2 separate regions of the Oryzias latipes genome follow, and region 2 is linked to region 1. A link is a contact called in public Hi-C data. All regions are on one chromosome and are shown on one strand. The core of a region is the stretch at or near the end of the contact, and the rest is flanking DNA. Distances in the headings are between cores, read along the strand shown. Region 1 holds the start of ppif (peptidyl-prolyl cis-trans isomerase F, mitochondrial). Region 2 holds the start of polr3a (DNA-directed RNA polymerase III subunit RPC1).

Region 1 (5,298 bases), core at 1,645-4,144:
CGTCATGTTTTAATGTGGATCCGCTGATTTTAAGTGACCTCCACTGTTGAGCATATGTGTGAATATCCTACTTTTTTGCTAATTGTGGTATTTTAAAAAAATATATCACAACCATATTTTAAAGAAATTCCTGATATTGTTTATATTTTTGTTATAGAAAATGTGGCTTTTTAAAAAAAAAAAAAAAGCATGAGACCATATACATTTTTATCCCTTCCCCTCTTTTTTTCCTTTAATAAATTATTTTTTACTCTTTTTGTTATGAATCTGTAAGGCTAGAAATCCAATTTCTTTCATCTGTGGCATTTTGCTGAATCAACCACCTTAACTTTAAGTTAATAGTTCCAGCATGTGTGAACATGTTTCACATCTTGCTCACATCGAAGCTTCAAATCACTCAAAAAAAGTTTCATTTTTTAAACCTTTAATCCCTTCAGTCTTTTCCAGGCTTGTTCTAACCTGCAAGCGAGGCTAATTCGGTTTCACTGTTGCACCCAAAACTGTACTTCCAACTGCCAATTTTCTAGGAGAAAAAATAAAAGAAACCTAAAGTCAAAAAAAGGAAAGGGCACGGTCATCATTCTGGCCTGGAGAGGTGGAAAGGGTGGCAGGGCTAGTCGAACTTCCCAAGGATGGCTGTAAATATGTAAATGAACATGTGAACAGAAATGTATTCATTTTCCTGGGAATGTGCATTGTTTCTTGAGAATAATAATAATAAAAAAAAGCTTGTAACCCCTCTCCTGGATGTGGCTGAACACGGAAAATGAAACATGTTAGTTAGTGTCTGTGGGTGTCTCTCTCTCAGCATTATCTTCCACCATCTGTAATATAATTTCACCTTTTTTATTTTCTTTTTTTTTTCTTTTCTTAGAGAAACTGGGAAAATTATGTTTTACTAATTAGCAAAAATGTTCTCTTCACACCGGCATACTTGAAGCACTAAACCCTCAAAAGAAAAAAAATGATAAACTGGTTACAAAAATAAATAAAAACACTCTGAAGTGATGAGGATTGCTGGTGGAAAGGACAGGTCCTGAAGATTGTAACCAAATCTCAAGTTTGTACAATTTTTTGATATCATGAACAGCAGAAAAAAAAGGTAAAGTAAGGTGGTTCATGCAATTGTGGCTATTGTCTCTATGTTTGTACATTGTATGTACAACCATTTCACACTCAAAACTGGTCAGAAAATAAAGAAACTAATTGTGATTTTTAGTCTTGCAGAACTGTATGTAGTTAGATGATGTGACAACCTAATATTTATCTAATAAATATGTATTCAGATGATACCTGCATTTCATTCTGGCTGTGTGTGTGGGTTTATATCTATTAGAAAAAAGTAAATTACAGTCTCTTTACTACACTTCACAGCTGAAAAATTCCTGGTTTAAATCTTCTGGTTTCCTCCTAACAGTCTAAAAACATGCTTCATAATTTGGTTGGTGACTCTAAAGTTTCCCTTTGGCTGCAGGGGGGCGCTGCACTCAATGAGTCCAATTTTTAAGTCAATCTAACTATCATTATTGACAGACATTAAATCATTATAACAAGCTTCTTTAAGTTTTGCAAAAATTGCAAGAGTAATATTTTGCAATGATATCTTGAGCCCCTCAAATGAATGTTTTCTATAAAAAAATAATAATGAAACTTTCCATTTGGAATGGCCTGCCACTCTGACCACCTCCTGCCCCCTCATTTAAAATGTTCACGCTCCGTCACTGCCCCTAGGGATTGCATTGAACCAGTAATCTGTTCAGGGTGGACCCAGCCTTTGACCAACAGTAACTGGGTTGTCTCCAGCAACATCCTGACCCCAAAAGAGATACAGCAAGTTCCAGTCTGTCTCCAACCCAGCCTAATAAAACTTTATTATTCAACTGTTTTCTGACGCAAAGGGTACAATTTTTCCTTATATCCTTTAAGCCCCAAGGCAAAGGAATACATTTCAAAGTTCTTACCGATATGATCAAGATTCACTCTGGTGATTTAAGCCGAAACGGCTCTGAGACAGACTGACGACCTGTCCAGGATGGCCCCTGCCTTCGCCCTTGAGTGGCGGGGATAGGCTCCAGTGACCCCCAAAAAAAAAAAAAAAACGGGTTTAGAAAATGAATGAATGAATCAATCAATCAATCAATCAATCAATCAATCAATCAATCAATGATATTGAAACGACAGATCACTGATTCTTTTATCATGCTTATTCTAAAACCTTTTGGAAAGATCTACAAAATTGGTTATCAACCAAATCTTTTTACCCCACATCTTAAAAAAATAAGACATAATGTTATATTTGGAATGACCCTCGTGGACAAAAAAACATCATCATCAATAACCTCCTGGTTTTTGCTAAATTCTTTCCTAATACATGTAAATGGAGCAGCAGAAAGCCCAAATTTTAAGCTTTTAAAATATATTTACAATCGCTTAATAACAAAAATGGCACAAAACTTCTTGAGGTGTATGATTTTTTATATTAGATTTTTATTTTGTTTTTCATTTTGGTTTATTTTGCCTATGTTATTCTTATCATTATCATTACTAATTTTTTTTATTTTCTTTATCAGTTTTTATGAGCCTTTCAACCAGTGGTTGTGTGCCATTTGTTTGTTCGTGTTGTTGAAGGATTGTATGATTTGTTGTTTGTTGACATTAATAAAGTTTAACCATTGGGTTTAACAGGTAGAGAATTTTTTTACATATAAATATCTTCAGTTTTAACTATTTAATTGTTAAATATAATTTTTACAGTCTTGGAACAAAAAAACGTACAAAAATACACGAATTACTGGAGCTTCCCTATCGCAATGTTGGGCCCAATGAGTTATATCATAATGAGTTATATGATATAACTCATTGGTTGGCCCACAAAGAGGAAGTGACGTAACTTTCGCGCATGCGGGGTCCGATCGGGTAGCTCGATTTTGCATTGCTTCCCGGATTTGAGCGTGACTTTCAATCCGTTGCTGTCGTAAGTTGACTATCCGAGTAGCGGTACATAGGAACTTTAAAATGTTAAGTTTTTCCAACAAAATAAAGTTCTACTCGCTGGCGTTCACGGTCGCGCGCATGTGCAGCAGCGGCCCCGGAGCTGCTAACAAAAACCCGACGGTTTACTTTGACATTGCTGCAGGCAGCGAGCCGCTGGGGAGAGTAACCTTTGAGGTGAGACCCAACCACCGAAGGAGCGTCTCTCCGCTCGGGTTCCTCAGCTGTTCAGTAACTTTATCGTTTCTCTTGTGTAGCTGAGCGCCGACGTAGTGCCCAAAACAGCAGGTGCGCTGGCTCAGTTTTTCACCGCTACAGTACAGAAGCTAGCCTGAACAAAACCGAATTATTGTACAGTATTTTTGAATGACACGTGCACGGAATAACAAGGTTTTGTTGTCCTTCAGAAAATTTCCGAGCACTCTGCACGGGGGAGCATGGCTTTGGCTACAAGGGCTCAATCTTCCACAGGGTGATCCCTAAGTTCATGTGTCAGGTGAGCTGAAGAAGAAAAACAACAATATTTAATTTATAATTTTAATCCAAAAGCTAAATAATTGTGGCATTAAAAATTAATGTTATTGTTTATATTTTAGTTACAGGAAAATGTCGTTAAAAGAAGCTTTCCCAATTAAATGAAAAATAAGTTTACATCCCTGAGGCGTACATTTCTTCCTCATGCTTAGACATGTTTCAAATTTTGCTGACAAAGCATCAAATCGCTCAATACCACAAAGTTTCAGTTTCCCTTTTTATGCCTCAAACCGAATAACTATGAAACCAGCTCATGTCGTTGTTGCTTAACTTTGCCACCTCAAATTGTAGTTGCACAATTAAAAACAAATGGGCTTTTTTTTTCCTTCTACTGCTCATCGAAGCATTTTCCCCCATGGACAGACAAAGCTTTCACTATTCCTGTTCCTAATCAGAAGGGTGGTAGAAAAGTTAATTGGGAAAGACAAACTGTCTTTAAACCCGCAAAATTAGTTGTACATATGTTGGAAATTAAAAACTGCATTTTTTAATCAATCTAAAAAACCATGAATGCATCATTTTTGAATTTGTATTTGCACTAAATGCTATTATTGAAGATTGTAACCATTTTTTCTAGTCATAAAGCTACAGTTATCAGGAAATAGGTTGACTTCTGACACCAGCCTTCAAAATCATTCATTTCTGGATTTGTCACAAACATATTTAAAATATTTATATCTGTTTTTTCCCTCTGTCTCATAGCAGCGATGTTTTCTTTTGTTTGATATTGGGGATTTCAGGGAGGGGATTTCACCAACCATAATGGAACAGGAGGGAAGTCTATCTATGGGTTGAAGTTTCCTGATGAGAACTTTGTCTTGAAGCACACTGGACCAGGTAAGGATGCAGCTCCGTTAGAGATGCTGGAAGGACTGGAAAATGAGGTCATGTTATCTGGACCGGGTTTTAAGAATTCATTTGAATTAATGAAAGATTTTGCTGCTTTTAAGGCATCTTATCTATGGCCAACGCCGGGCCGAACACCAATGGATCCCAGTTCTTCATCTGCACCTCTAAAACAGAGTGGTAAGTTCTGGAAAAGTGGAGGTGAAGTTTGATTTATGTCATTTGTTTTCTTGGAGTTTATCATTTTTTTCCTGCAAAGTGTTGAAAGTTTAAACGACCAAACAAAGTAGAATGACTGCAAAAACAACATTTTCTCACATAAAATGTTAAGATGAAGGCTGAAAAAAATAACTAAACCTCTTCGTCTGCTTGGTTTAGGCTGGATGGCAGGCACGTCGTCTTCGGCAGAGTGAAAGACGGAATGAGCGTCGTAAAAAAAGTGGAATCTTTCGGGTCACAGTCCGGCAGAACCTCCCAAAAAATCACCATCACAGATTGTGGAGAGCTGTAGATGGCTGAGTCAGCAGGACACGCATCTGATAAAGTTACGGCCGTCTGTCGTAGCACAAAGTGCAGCACATCTGGCATAAAACTGCATAGCATTTGTTTTTGTTGGTACTGGGTCTCAGGTTGAAATGGACAAAGTGTCATGTTTGAAACTGTGAATTTTTAGGATAATTAAAGTGGTTTTAATATAACAGATTTAAGGGGAAATTAATTTTCTGTGTACCTTCTCCTCATTTGTATTTGTAAATTTACCATCATAATAGTAATAATGATGCTTCAAGGGTCCGAGTTGAAAAACTGACAATAAAAGTACCTTTTTTTTTTTTTTTTGTCAACTACTTTATTTTTGGCGGAAGTTCTTTGGAATGAATTAATTCTGATAGTTTTTGTTCAATTTTTAGAGAAAAAAAAGTAACATCT
Region 2 (5,298 bases), core at 1,931-4,430, 150 kb before region 1:
TAATTCTTAAATATTCAAAGCTAAATCAACTAAAACAAACAAAAAAAAAGTCTAAAAATATATTGTTTGACTTGATCACTGATCCAATTCACCTTGCTTTCCCTTGAGTCTTTGCACAAAACCTCTTGTCCATTTTTTCGGTGCCATATTGAGCGGGATGCCGGAAAGTTCACTGTTTATGTAAAGTGCACATTGCAGCTGGAGGAAGTCCCAGTCCTCCATGATCATCTGGGTTTTTGCTCCACTCATGCGATGCTAAATGACAAAAGGTGTTAAAGTAAATAGAAAAACGGTTTTACGATCATTTAAATATTGCCATTTCAGTTTAAGGTCATTGAAAAAAAACGTTATAAAATATAACATTAGCGAGTTTGAAAAACACCAACCTTTTTGATGACATCGTTGAGGAAGATGATCTCCGTCAGCTTCATGGTGAGGTCATCTTCATTGGTGCCCGACTTCAGGTCGCTGACCACAGACGGTCGGATGCAGAGAGGAGGAACGAGGAGGCGGGTGATGATGAGGTCTGCGGGTTTGCCTGCTTCCGGGTTCATCAGCAGCAGAGGGATGTCTTCATCCGGAATCCTCCTGAACAGGTTCAGGACCACCAGGGGATTCAGGTTTTCCTGGAAGAAGATTTTATATATATTATTAAAAGAGGCAAAACGCTGAGCTGTGAATCAGAAAAATCCGCTTACCTGTGCTCGGTTCAACAGCGGTTCGATCAGTTTGTTGTGTTCGATGGCTGTATCGAAGGACTGCATGAACTCTGACACAAATGGATCCACCACTTTCTTGGTCGTTTTATATTTTTCGTGAATGATCTTTAACAGGCCACACTTTTTTACAGTTCCTTTAAAAAAAAAATGTAAAAAGACATTTTCTTTTTTTTTTTGTTTTCAGGAAAAACCTGAACTTGAAGTGAATATCTGTTTACCATTAAAAGCAGAACAATTCAGACAAACTGTCCTTTTGCGGCATTTTTCGGAAATCTTCTTTTTCAAGCCTCGCTTCTGGAGATAAGCCAGGTTGGGCCGTTTCAAGAGATCCAGAAACTGGAGTTTTTCCTCTTTGGTCAGCATTATGCTGGAGCAGGTTTTGCAAATCATCTAAAAAGAAACATCAAAGCAATAAGGAAATCACATCCAAAATACCTAGAATAGTAAGGACCATAAAGGGTATAGCTATGATAGGAAATTATCACAACTGTGTAAGAAAAGCTACTAAAAAGGCGTGCAAAAATTAAAGTCTCCTTAACAATATTTGTTTGTGAAAGCATACTTGCCTGTAGTATTCCTATAACAGCTTTGAAGTAGCCAACATGAAAACAAGGCAGTTCTAGGTCCAAATACCCATAATGCCCCAAACAATCTGCCAGATTCTTCCCACAAGTCAAACATGGTCGGTCTTTCTCACTTGTTCCCTGCAGGAAACAGGAAGTAAAAGGTATGTTAACACGGAAATCATGTTTCTTCTGAACGTTTTTGTTTTTCCTAAAACTTTATTGTAAATACCAGGAACAGTAAAAAAGTATTACTATATTTTATTGTATTAACATACAGTTTGATGTTAGGAACAAATTTCAAGACATTTTAAACGTTGATGTTTTTTATAAAACTTATGACTCAATATAAAGTCTGATCTCCGCTAAAAATAAAGACAAATTTGGGATTTTGATTAAAAAAAATTACATTTATAAGTGTAAAATGTTGCATTATGTTGACAAAAGCCAGAACATGTATGCTTCCAGTGTAAAGAATAGGAAAGTGTCAATTTGTAACAAAAGAAATCACAGAAAACTTGGCCAAAAGATTGAGAAAAGAGGCAAAGCCTAAACAAATGATGAACTTTTTCTGGTGAAAATTGACAAAAGGTGCACATTTTGTTAATATTGGGTTTATATATTCTTAAATACGTTTCGAAATTTATGTACATTTTAGTGTATTTCAACCTATTGGAAATAAAATAGCAATTAGGTAAAAGCCAGATTGCTTCTCAAGATCTACATATTGTTTTCAGTAATGAATAAAATGTGGCAAAGTTGCAATCTTTTTCTGGAAAAGTGCTCTTTAAACCAGGCTTTTACTACAGTGAAGGAGAAAGTGTAAAAGTGGAAAGAGGGTCTAAGGGCTGGGTGTTTTGCTCAGCTTAGTCTGTTTAGTTTAGTTTAACTAATTAACCTTAACCTTAATAGCTATTGTATTTTACACCTGCTTTTATGTTTTGCACAATTAGTGAAGCCTGTTGAGGCAAATGTGTTGGAATATTGGGTTATATAAATACTTGAATTGAAATTGTTCTTCTGAACCTGAACTGTATATTTCTGAAATGAATGGCTGTGATGTTTTTCCTTTTGTCCTACCATGCGGTGATCCAGTACTCCATGGGGCAGTGGGGTGTGTTTGGTGTCCTGGCTGTACAGATTCTTGCTGACCACCTGGATGTGGGCCTGCTGCCGCATCTGCTCAGCAGATTTCATCCCAAAGCAGATGTGGCTTCTGCAAAGGAGAAGGAATACGCATATGCTTCAACCCAACTCTTTATTAAAATTAAATAAATATAGTATGTGGACTATCACCACAAAGCAAATGGATCACAGAATACACACGGATGTCACCATCATGGGTTCTTAAGGGTAACAAACCTCAACAACATTGCTGTAGGTTATTTGTTAATTTTATAAAAGCCTTCTTCTGCCTATTGATTTTTATCCACAAGCAAATTAAATGATTAACACAAGCTGAATTTGGTGAAATCATGTGACAACTCTACTTTAAACTTCAACGACTTCTATTGACAATATCTAAAAGAAATAAAACATTAAAATACTGCAGATCAATGACATACTAGTAGTCTGGTAACAAGGCGGCACATAAAAACCTTTTTAATAAATAACTACCTCATTGTAATTTAGCAATAATTGCAGCTAAAAGAAGAAAACATGGAAGCTAACAAACTCGCAAAAATACTCACATTTTTTTAGCCACGTCTGTCTCTCGGAATTGCTCCTTCACCATTTTTGCAGCGTTTACACAATCAAACAAGTGTATACAACTATTATTAATTATTGTGATTTCTTCGGAACAGCTAACTGTCACTTTACTCTTCCATGTTGTGGAAATGCCATCAGATCCAACATGCAACCATCATGCAAAGCGTCGGCAGCGTGTTGGTTCCGGTTGGTTCCTGCCGCTGCTTTCAAGGATCAAATATAAAATCAGGAATTTAGGATGCAACTCTCTGTCCAACTGAATTTCTTGTACCATATTGGGGTATGTTTCGTATAAATTTAACTTTATAATATAATCTATAAAATACGCAAATAGAAAAACACCAAGTAGCAATACGTACAAACGAAAAAAACCTCCAAGTATATTATAAAATCAACAAAAAAATTTGTTGATGATCTTTCGTATTATAGCACGCTGCAATAAAGTTTTAGCCTCGTTAAATTTGAATACAAGTTAAATATTTTTCAGCTTTGCCCTATATATATGTCTATCACCCCGTGACCCAGAAAGGGGATCAGAAAATGTATGGATGATATACGTCATATATATTTCTGTTGTTTTGCCGTGAATTGTTTTATTCAAATAAAAAAAAGCTGATTTTTCATATAGTCCTTGAAAGCACCGTAGCTACCAGCTCAGCCAAAGAGAGCAAAATTGAAGCTCAGACTCTGGCCAACTAAAGTGAGTGCTGACACCTAGCGGCTAAAATATCACATTGCAGCTGAGGTATGAACGGTTTATATGGGATGATGTCCCTATTTTCTCATCTTAACAGAAGAATTTTTCAAATATCAGGAGTGAATCTTGCCTTTGCAATTGAGGTGAACACCCAGGTACTTGAAACTTTCAACCATGTGGATGTCAGTTCCCTGGGTGTTCACCAGTATGAGGGCCACCGTTCTTCGTCTTCGGAGGTCTGTCACCATCTCTTTGGTCTTGCTAATATTTAAGCACAGGTGACTGCTCTCACACCAGCTCATAAAGGTTCTGATGGTTGACCGGTACTCCACATCATCTCCTTCAGACACACGCAGACCACAATGGCTAAGTCATCTGAGTACTTCTAAAGTTGACAGCTGGTGGTTTTATGTGAAAATCTGACATGCTGAGAGTGAAGAAAAAACGGTGAGAGCACAGTTCTGTGGCGGGTCCAGTGCTGCAGAATACCACCTCAGACACACAGTTGTGCAGACGCATGTACTGTGGACGGTTAGTGGACCATCCACTCCTGCTCCCTCCAGATTCCCCCGCAGCAGTCCTGGCCGGATGGTGTTGAAGATGCTGGAGAAGTCAAAAAACACATCTCTTGTCCTGCTGGTATCCATGTGAGTCAGTGTCCAGTGCAGCAGATAGATGTCAGCGTCACCCACCCGGATGTTTGCCTTGTAGGTGAACTTCAGCAGGTCAGTCGCCCTTCATCACAGAGTGGAGGTGCATGAGGATGGGCCTGTCCATGGTCCTCATCAGGTGGGAGGTCAAGGCGACGGGTCTGTTATGGTTCTGTTGCTTTGTTTGTGTGATCTTGGGGTTCTGAACCACACAGGAGGTCTTCCACAGGACTGCGACTTACTCTTGGCTGAGGCCCAAGTTAAAGAAGTGCCTCAGGACATGACAGAGCTGGTCTGCATAAATAAAATCAGTATAATTAATTGCATATGTGTATATACATAATAATGTAAAAATACGTTTTCTTTTTAAAGTTTCTCCATTTGATATGTATCATTTTCATCTAAAGAGAATAATTACATGCGTTAGTTGTTGCTTACTTGTTGTTTTGCATATTAACCACTAGATGGCGGCAAATGCATTTCCTAAGCTGAGAAAGCCGGGGTGGGAGAGACCAAACAAACCTGCAGTTCTGAACTACCTGCATTGTTTCATTCATAGGCATTAAAGCGCTGATGGGGACTGATGATGACTTCCTGAGGTGATCCTTCTTCATGCTTGCACTGATTAATTCTCCCATCAGGTAATAACCGCTGAGTGTGAAAGTTGCCCAAATAAGCCGACTTTTCATTAAAAATTCTGCAACCACTATAATTGAGCTTTAATTGAACCTCTAATATGATATGTAGCATGTAAAATGAATCTGAAGAGACTACTGTTCCACCAAAGTCCTCTGCTTTTGTGTAGACACCATGACTTAATGATAAAGGCCACTGATGTTTCCATCTGTACAAACAAATGTAAAGGGCCTGTGGAGAGATCCTCAATGCCTCTCCAGGGACCTCTGTGCGCAGTGCCTTTGAGCATGAGGTGCTGCTTAGAGATCCCCTTTCAAAGTGCC

What was found. A called contact is a pair of places that touch in the nucleus more often than the background predicts.
Region 2: a contact with region 1 is called in a Hi-C map of embryo, with 2.5 times the contacts expected there. The contact joins the promoter of polr3a here to the promoter of ppif in region 1. A contact is called at or near these places in 3 of 5 Hi-C or Micro-C datasets (embryo and gastrula embryo).

What each region holds. Positions count from the first base shown.
Region 1 is chr19:10,591,838-10,597,135 of ASM223467v1, reverse strand. ppif (peptidyl-prolyl cis-trans isomerase F, mitochondrial) reads left to right here and starts at 2,894. Exons shown (of 6, transcript XM_004080407.4): 1 at 2,894-3,168; 2 at 3,249-3,279; 3 at 3,399-3,487; 4 at 4,266-4,362; 5 at 4,476-4,551; 6 at 4,750-5,204. The coding sequence starts at 3,016. The coding sequence ends at 4,882. It overlaps zmiz1 (zinc finger MIZ domain-containing protein 1), which reads left to right. Exons shown (of 23, transcript XM_004080409.4): 23 at 1-1,303.
Region 2 is chr19:10,740,347-10,745,644 of ASM223467v1, reverse strand. polr3a (DNA-directed RNA polymerase III subunit RPC1) reads right to left here and starts at 3,180. Exons shown (of 30, transcript XM_023949559.1): 1 at 2,974-3,180; 2 at 2,363-2,498; 3 at 1,286-1,423; 4 at 938-1,109; 5 at 699-853; 6 at 387-626; 7 at 93-255. The coding sequence starts at 3,017.